2 separate regions of the Rattus norvegicus genome follow, and region 1 is linked to region 2. Evidence: chromatin contacts called from public Hi-C data. All regions are on one chromosome and are shown on one strand. Each heading gives the region's core, a stretch centred on a gene start, on an enhancer-like site or on the middle of the called end of the contact. The rest is flanking DNA. Distances are from core to core; before and after follow the strand shown. Region 1 overlaps Lmo7 (LIM domain 7). Region 2 overlaps Lmo7 (LIM domain 7).

Region 1 (3,977 bases), core at 1,389-3,888, 59 kb after region 2:
TCTTCATGTTAACTCGAAACAGAAATGAAACTATGACTTGGGTGTCGCACAGCAGTAGATAGAAAAACGCTTGCTCAGAAGACTTGAGGTCCTGGGCTCAGTCTCTAGCAGCATAAAATTCAGGGGGGGAAAAAGAATAAAATTATAGAGTAAAAGATAATGAATCTTAGTTAACTCTATTTTGGGGAGATTGCTTTTATTATTTCCTCAAAGACGTTTTTACATGTGGGCGACGTGTCTCTAACTTCAGATAATAAACATAGGAAGGGTATCATTAAGAAGTTAGAAGTAAGTAATTATGTCTAAAGGTTCATCCCCTCTGAAATTAGTTTTCAAGGACAGATACAGCAGGCCTTCCTCGTAAGAGAGTTCTCTCTGATCTTTCCTTTGGGACTGGAGAGTGAGTTCAGGACCTTGTGAAGGCTAGGTCTTCCACTGACCTATCTTCATCCTTTGCCCAGTTTTTGCCAGTTCTATTTTTTTTTCTTTTCTTTTCTTTTCTTTTCTTTTCTTTTCTTTTCTTTTTCTTTTTTTTTTTTTTTTTGGAGCTGGGGACCGAACCCAGGGCCTTGCACTTGCTAGGCAAGCGCTCTACCACTGAGCTAAATCCGCAACCCCCTATTTTTTTTTAAATTAAATTCATCCTTTAAAGTTTTATATATATGAACTATATTTACATTATTTCTTCCTCTCCTTTTTCTCCAACCTTCCCACACTGTCTGCCCCTCAAATTTATGACTTTTGTCTTTAATTAGTAACCCCACCACCATATACACACATGCACATGCACACACACGCAAACACACTCACATGGATAACATAGAAACACCACCTTCTGAGTCACTTTAGTGTTGCTTGTATGTACCTGTTTTTAGGGATGACCACTTGATATTACTGGGCTGATTCCTGGGGAACGGTTCTTGTTCTTCCTGTCTTAGCAGTCTTTAAGCTCTTCATCTAGGGTTGGGACCTCACGAGATTTCTCTTACCCTCTCGGTATGTCAACTGCTATTGTCATTTTCAGATCTGTTTAAGATGCCATATGTTGAGATTTCATGGGTGCAGTTTCTTTGGTCTGTCTGTCTGTCTATCTTATCTATATCTCAAAGGATACAATACATATGTTGTCAAATATATGTTGTCAAAGGTTATACATCCTTTTAATCCTTTCAAATGGTTCTACTCCCTGGTGATTAAGCATTAAAATGTATGAGGCTATGGGACCATTCATATTCAAGCCAGCACAAGAGTATCAAGCATGGTTTCCCTTCTGCTGAGCAGGCTAATTGGACAGCCATCGATGAGCGTCAAGTTAGATGTACCACTACTTCATGTGTAGGAGTATCTTGTCACACTGGTATAAGGACATCATTGTAATACTTCCTACCCACTCTGACGTAATCTCACAATCTAAAGTTAAGTGCTTTTCTTATGCTCTGTTGGCAGATTACGTAGAAATTTGGGATTACGTTATTTGAAAGTTAAAAGATTTATTTTTATTTTCTGTGTATGATTTTGTCTGCATATATGTTTGTACTGTGTGTGTATGCCTGATTCTTGTGAAGGCGAGACAAAGGTATTAGGTCCTCCAGGATTAGTTATTGATAGTTGCGAGCCACCATTTGGGCACCAGGAACTGAACCCTGGTCCTCTGTAAGAGCATCAAGTGCTCTTAGGTTTTGAGTGATCATTCTATCTACCCTGAAAGCTTACTTAAACAATTATATATATTAGAATCACTGTTAGAGAACGACTTAATGATTAATTACTTATTAGTTTTCTGCTATCAGTGACCATTACTCACTGTAACCGAAAACAATGTAGAAATAACTTTTATTTTCAATTTTTGTGTACATATGTGTCTTGTGTAGGTTTCTGCATGGAGCGAGTGTAGTGCCCGTGGACTCTAGAATGGGTATCAGATCCCCTGAAGCTATAGTTACAGGTGACCATTAGCTACCTGATGTGAGATCTGGCAACTACACTTGGGTCCTCTAGGGAACCTGCTCTCCTACCCTCAGAGCCATTTCTCTAGTCCCTAAATTTATGTTAATTTGTAACTTTTTTTTTCTTTTTTTTCGGAGCTGGGGATCGAACCCAGGGCCTTGCGCTTGCTAGGCAAGCACTCTACCACTGAGCTAAATCCCCAACCCCAATTTGTAACTTTTTAAAGTTGACTTTTCTCTCCTTTGGGGGGGAGGGTATGCCGGGATTTGAACCTATAGCCTCGAATCTCTTACATCTTGCTTACCTTTAAGGAAAAATACATACTTTTTTAAAATATAAAGGACATATCTGCCCTTCCACAATGGCAACTTAATTTTATGTGCAACCACAATCTTTATCTGTATTTCATATATATTTTTTAAAAAGTTGGTTTTCCTTTCTCTCTGGTGCCTTCTGCCTCCATTTGTAAGTATTTGTGTTTATGCAAACCGTATAGATATTGTGATTGTGTGGGTTTCCAGTGAGGTGCAGTTTGTGCCTACTCTTCATCCCATTAGATATATTTTTTTTTTCTGACATTTAGTTCACAGTCTGCTAAATGAAGTTTAGGTAACATAAGAGTTAAGCCTAGGCTCCTCTCCCTGGTCTTCAGGGACATAGCATAGGAATGCAAGGGATGAGGAAGTCCATGCATGTGACAGCAATGCTTTATCCTTCTGAGGAGCAAGCACCGTTAAAGCTGGCGTGGGCCGCCCTCTCAGAAGTCTCTTAGAGGAAATTTCCTTGGCACTGCTTGAAATGTTTTGTTCTGTGTGACTGAAGATATGCTTTTTTTCCCTCCTCCTCCTCCTCCTCCTCCTCCTCCTCCTCCTCCTCCTCCTCCTCCTCCTCCTCCTCCTCTTCTTCCTCCTCCTCCTCCTCTTCTTCCTCTTCCTCCTGTTTTGGCTTAGGTGTTCTCCCCTGGAAACCATGGGGTGTTGCTGCTTCTGGAGTGTTAGATAACCAATTCAGTGACCTTCCCTGACTCTCAGATCCCTGTCCCGAGCACCCTGAGAGCCAGCTCTGCAATGCTTTCTAAAGCATGCCCAAGCACAGCGAACTGCATTGAGTGTTCTTTTATTTCTTAGTCAACACTTGAAAATCCTTGGCAGTAACTCCAGGCCCTGCACTAACTTTGAGGTTCTTTGTGCCTTTGATTGTTTACTTTTAAAACTCAAGTTGGGTAAGGCTAGATGAATTATGTTTTGCTTTAATTTCCTTTTTCACAAAGATAGCCAAATTTGCCGAAGCTATCATTTGAGCTCAGGTGGCGCTTTAATTGGCTGTGTTTCAAGGGCAGCGGCTTTCAATATTTTACAATTCTCATTACTATGTGTGCGTATGACGTATGTGTGTGGGCCTACCATCACACTCGTTATGGAAGGTCAGAAGGTAGACAGCTTATGGAGAAGAGCCGCCTCTTCCATTTTTACATTTAAGACTCGTCTCAGAATAGCATGAGGCTTTTGTAGCCACTGAGCCATCTTGTCAGCCCAGCCTTCAGTGCTTTGGTCTTTTAGCTTGCATCAAAATCCTCCAGATGACTCATCAGACTGAGGTACTAGACCTCTAATCCCAGAGAGGATTGCTTTAGAGAGGTTCTTGGGGTTGGGGGAGGTAGTATAGGCAGACGCCATATCGGCATCTGTGGAAGAACATGGTGGTCATGATCATGTGCTCTTGAGTAACTAGAATCCACGAGCTTCTGTGATGGGGAATTGTTGTTTGTCTTGGGTCCTGCTTTTTGACTCTGAGGCTGCTGTGGAGGTCCCTTACTAGGGCAGCCCAAGTGGAAAAATGAAGATTCTTGGGAATTAGGTGGCCTAGCCACTTAGGTTCTAAAGCTTGTCCAGGGCTAACAATGGCGAGTCTGTAAGGTATAATGCAGAACGGTTCCTGGGAAGGACTAGTAGAATTGGGTTGGGATCAGACACGGTGAATGGGAGCCAGAGGGCTGGGAAATCATTTCACTCATTATCCTGGGAAGGGTT
Region 2 (3,723 bases), core at 1,075-3,574:
CACACACACACACACACTCATGAACACATGCATACAAATAAATGGAAAAATTTCATCATGGTCATATGGCCAAGGGTAAATTTTGTAAGTGTAATATAAGTAGGGTTTTATCACTGCTCGAATTTAGAGAAGAATGAGTACATTAGTATTAGTATTTTGACACAGGAAAAGGGCCTGAAATCATATTAGAATTCTACCTTTCTGTAATATTTATGTTCATTAAAAAGAAATTATGTGCATGCAGTGCCTGAAGAGGCTAGAAGAATGGTTTCGAGTGGGTAGTAGGATTCGAACCCGATTCCTCAGGAAGAGCAACTAGTGAACCTTAACCACTGAGCTAATTCTCTAGCTCCATTTTGATAATCTTTTAAAATAAGCTCTTCTGGGTAGGTGGAGTTTCTGAGTAGCTCTATTCCAGTATCTCAACTTTATCAAATAGCATTCTAGGCATAATTCAGTCCTAGGTCTTAAGTTATTGGAGTACCGACAAGTGGTAAATGCAGGATCGAATCATGTCACGGACGAGGTGTGCACTCTTTGGCTACTGTCACTCCATACTGTAAAACATCAGCCTTTTCACGTGAGTGGTCCATTGGTTTTCTTGTTGTAGATGAGCAGAGCTGGGTGGGAGGTGGTTTCACATGTCTAAGGTCACATAGCTCTTAGGTAGTGGAAGTAGGGTTGAGTTTAGCTATGTGTGAGTTGAGTCCCTTCCCTCCTCTCTTGGGGCACTGCTCTCTGGCCTGGCCTGCACTGTGGTGACTGTCGCTCTCCATTGCTCTCCGTGTATTGGCAGCTCACAGCCTTTCTTTCTTCAAGGTCACCACTTCCCATCTAGATTGGCTTGAGAGTGTCATGGCCGCCCTATGCTGGTGCTTCTGCTGAGAGATTTGCTCTCACTAGAGATGGCGATTCTGACTGTGGTAGGCCTTTCTGGGCCTTGCTTTTTGACTATGGATCGGAGATTCCTGAGGAATGAGCTGTTGTGTTTTCCTTATGTGTGTCCACCCTCACTTTGAGTTTGTTTCTGATGGCAAAGAGTGCAGGATTCTGGAATGGGTTGCACAGGTTATCTGAGCTAATCCTTGGGTGGGCCACTCAAAATAATTCTCAAAAGAGTACATTGTTCTGTCTAAGCAGAATGCTGTGCTTTTTATGTCCTTACTTATGTGGCTGAGGGAAGAGCTATTTGTTTTTTATTGTTAATCTTTAGCCCAGTGTTCCCAGCAGAAACAGATACACCAAGCTTCCGTGCAGCTGCCTGGTTCTACTACAGGTGATTGCTCTAGATGGGGAGGACCCTCTCCTGGGTTTGAGGATATCACAGCCTGGCCAGACTCTTATAAAACCAACTTATAAGAAATGGAGTCAATCTCCCCGCCCCCCAAGCCCCTGGAGTAAAGACCCACACTACCGTGCTCTGCTCTGCTAACTTTGAGTAGAAAGGTGGCTGTGATTTTGTCACCTAACAGCTCAGAATTAAGAAGGCAGCAGTGACAGTGTTAGGTGGAGGAGTATGGTGAAGGTTCCTCCATCTTGTGCCCGATCCCCTTAGCTGACCTGGGATGCAAGATTCATGACCTTTAAATTCAAAATGTATTTTTCCCTAGAATGGCAGGTAGGACAAGGATTCAGGCTGCCAGCTGCTGGACACTTGCCTGGGGTGGGGGTGGGGGGCAGGTAGCTGGTATTTAGCTTTGTAATGAAATGAGGAAATTAAAGATAGAATTGAAATCAGTGATGTACATATTGTAAATGCTATTTCAAGTTTATACTATAATTGTGTATATTTACTCTTAGTGGATCATCTATAGTTTCTTTCTTTTTAATACACTGGACATTTGGTTTAGTCTTTTAAAAGTCTTTCTTTTTGGAGATTATGATATAATTACATTCCCCCTTCTCCCTCCAAGCCGTCCTGTATACTCTTGCTTTTTTTTTTTTTTTTTTTTAAATTCATAGCCTCTGTAACTTTTGTTCACCATCCAATGAAATGGTTATACTTCAGGAAACATTTGCTGTTTCTGTGTGTTTGTTCATAGCAGAAAGTTGTAACACAGACCAGCACACAATTTCCCACGAAGAATGGCTTTTGGTGCTACGTGCAAATCATTCAGGTTGAAGGTTAAATGCCTATTAGCTAATAAAATTAAAAATTTGCCTTTTTCTGAGCTCTAGTTAATTAAAACCCAAATCTGTCTTTCAGGCTGTAACTGAGAAGAATTTTGAAACAAGGGATTTTCGAGCCTCTCTGGAAAATGGTGTTCTGTTGTGTGAGTAAGTATTTCAGGCATGCTCCCTAGAGTCACGGGTTGGTGTCCTCGGTCCAGAGAGAGAGTTGATCCCTGCAAGCTGACACCTCTATGGTATGAGCCAGTAAGGAAGGGACTATCGGTTTACATATCTAAAGATAGTGTCAGTAATATATATTATTTTTAATTAGTAAATTAAGCAAGAGTCTGTTATTGTTTTGTGGGTAGATCGTTGAAGAAGAAGCTCATTATATTTGATTATAACTTACTTGGTATATAGTTGCCTCATTATAAAAGACCCTTCTCATCCGTAATACGGGATGGTCAGAGTAGCGAATTCTTCTTTGAGGATTAAGTAGAGGTTTGCATTGCCTGAGTCAATTTGAGTCACTGACTACTCAGTTAATGGATACCGTTGTGAGCAGCATTCCAGACTGTGTATTCCAGACGCTAAGCAGGCTGGTGCCCTGATTGATGGTCTAGGGTTCACACTGTTGGCATTGTGCAGTACTTGGGTCTCCAGTGGCTGCAGAGTCCGGTTAACCAGATAGGTGACCTTTGTGGGTAAGAGCAAGCCTGGGAGGGGAAAATTTGAATCCCAAAAATTTGAAAAAGTCTGAGCTGCAGAAGTGAGCAAATAAACTGTAAGAATGGACTCGAGTACCCACCCACATTTTTTGAAAGCACTTGATAATTCCAATCTAGACTCTTATCATGCAGATATTTACGGAATCTGTCTGCATGTAAACTCTGGGAGTGGACTTCTGGAACCCAGATGTTTTCTTTCTTTTGGGGGCAGGGTCCTTGTAACCAGTACTACCATCAGGCTGGCCTACGGGCTGCTGACATGATTGTGAGTCTTCTCCCTTGGAAGGGTGCTGTTTGCAGTAAAGATTCCAAGTGAAGGCGTTAGACGACTTTTCCGTTTTGGACATTTGCACACGTGACTCGACTTTTATTTACATTTACAAGTGATTTTTAATGCTTGAGCCTGACTTTCCTCATCGAGGCCTTCGATGCGCCTGGTTCATGGAGCTGCTGGGCTTAAAGATGGTTTAGGTTTTGTATAAGCTCTGGAACTTGGTACAGGTACAAGCTGTTAGGAAGATGGCCATGGAAACCAGTGTGATGCTAGTTGTCCAAACTCCTTCGTTTGAGAATGTTATTAATTTCTTTTTTTTTGTTTTTTTGTTTTTTTTCCGGAGCTGAGGACCGAACCCAGGGCCTTAGGCTTGCTAGGCAAGCACTCTACCACTGGGCTAAATCCCCAACCTGAGAATGTTATTAATTTCTTAATTCATTGCATATGGCATTACTGGAATCACACCAGTTGCGCTTTACAGAAATGCCAACTTTCTGCGGTTTCACCCAGGAAGCACCCTCAGGGCCACAGTTGAAGTTGAGAGGATGTTTCTCCTCCTCACTCTGCTGTGTGCTCACGGATTCTTGTGGAGTAATATTTAAACTCACT

Evidence for each region. Hi-C and Micro-C count contacts between places; a contact is called where the count stands out from the background.
Region 1: a Hi-C map of the A7r5 cell line shows a contact between it and region 2, with 2.3 times the contacts expected there. The contact joins two enhancer-like sites. A contact is called at or near these places in 4 of 12 Hi-C or Micro-C datasets (the A7r5 cell line, Schwann cells, mammary epithelial cells and 1 more).

What each region holds. Positions count from the first base shown.
Region 1 is chr15:85,104,758-85,108,734 of GRCr8, forward strand. The region is part of intron 4 of Lmo7 (LIM domain 7); the gene reads left to right. Among named protein-coding and RNA genes, the nearest start is that of Lmo7, 130 kb to the left of the region's middle. Within about 2 kb of position 2,639, at least 5 of the 93 cell types and tissues checked have an H3K27ac peak or open chromatin away from gene starts, as enhancers often do. A contact at or near this core is called in the A7r5 cell line, where this site is marked.
Region 2 is chr15:85,046,272-85,049,994 of GRCr8, forward strand. Lmo7 (LIM domain 7) reads left to right here. Exons shown (of 31, transcript NM_001001515.2): 2 at 2,207-2,277. Among named protein-coding and RNA genes, the nearest start is that of Lmo7, 66 kb to the left of the region's middle. Within about 2 kb of position 2,325, at least 11 of the 93 cell types and tissues checked have an H3K27ac peak or open chromatin away from gene starts, as enhancers often do. A contact at or near this core is called in the A7r5 cell line, where this site is marked.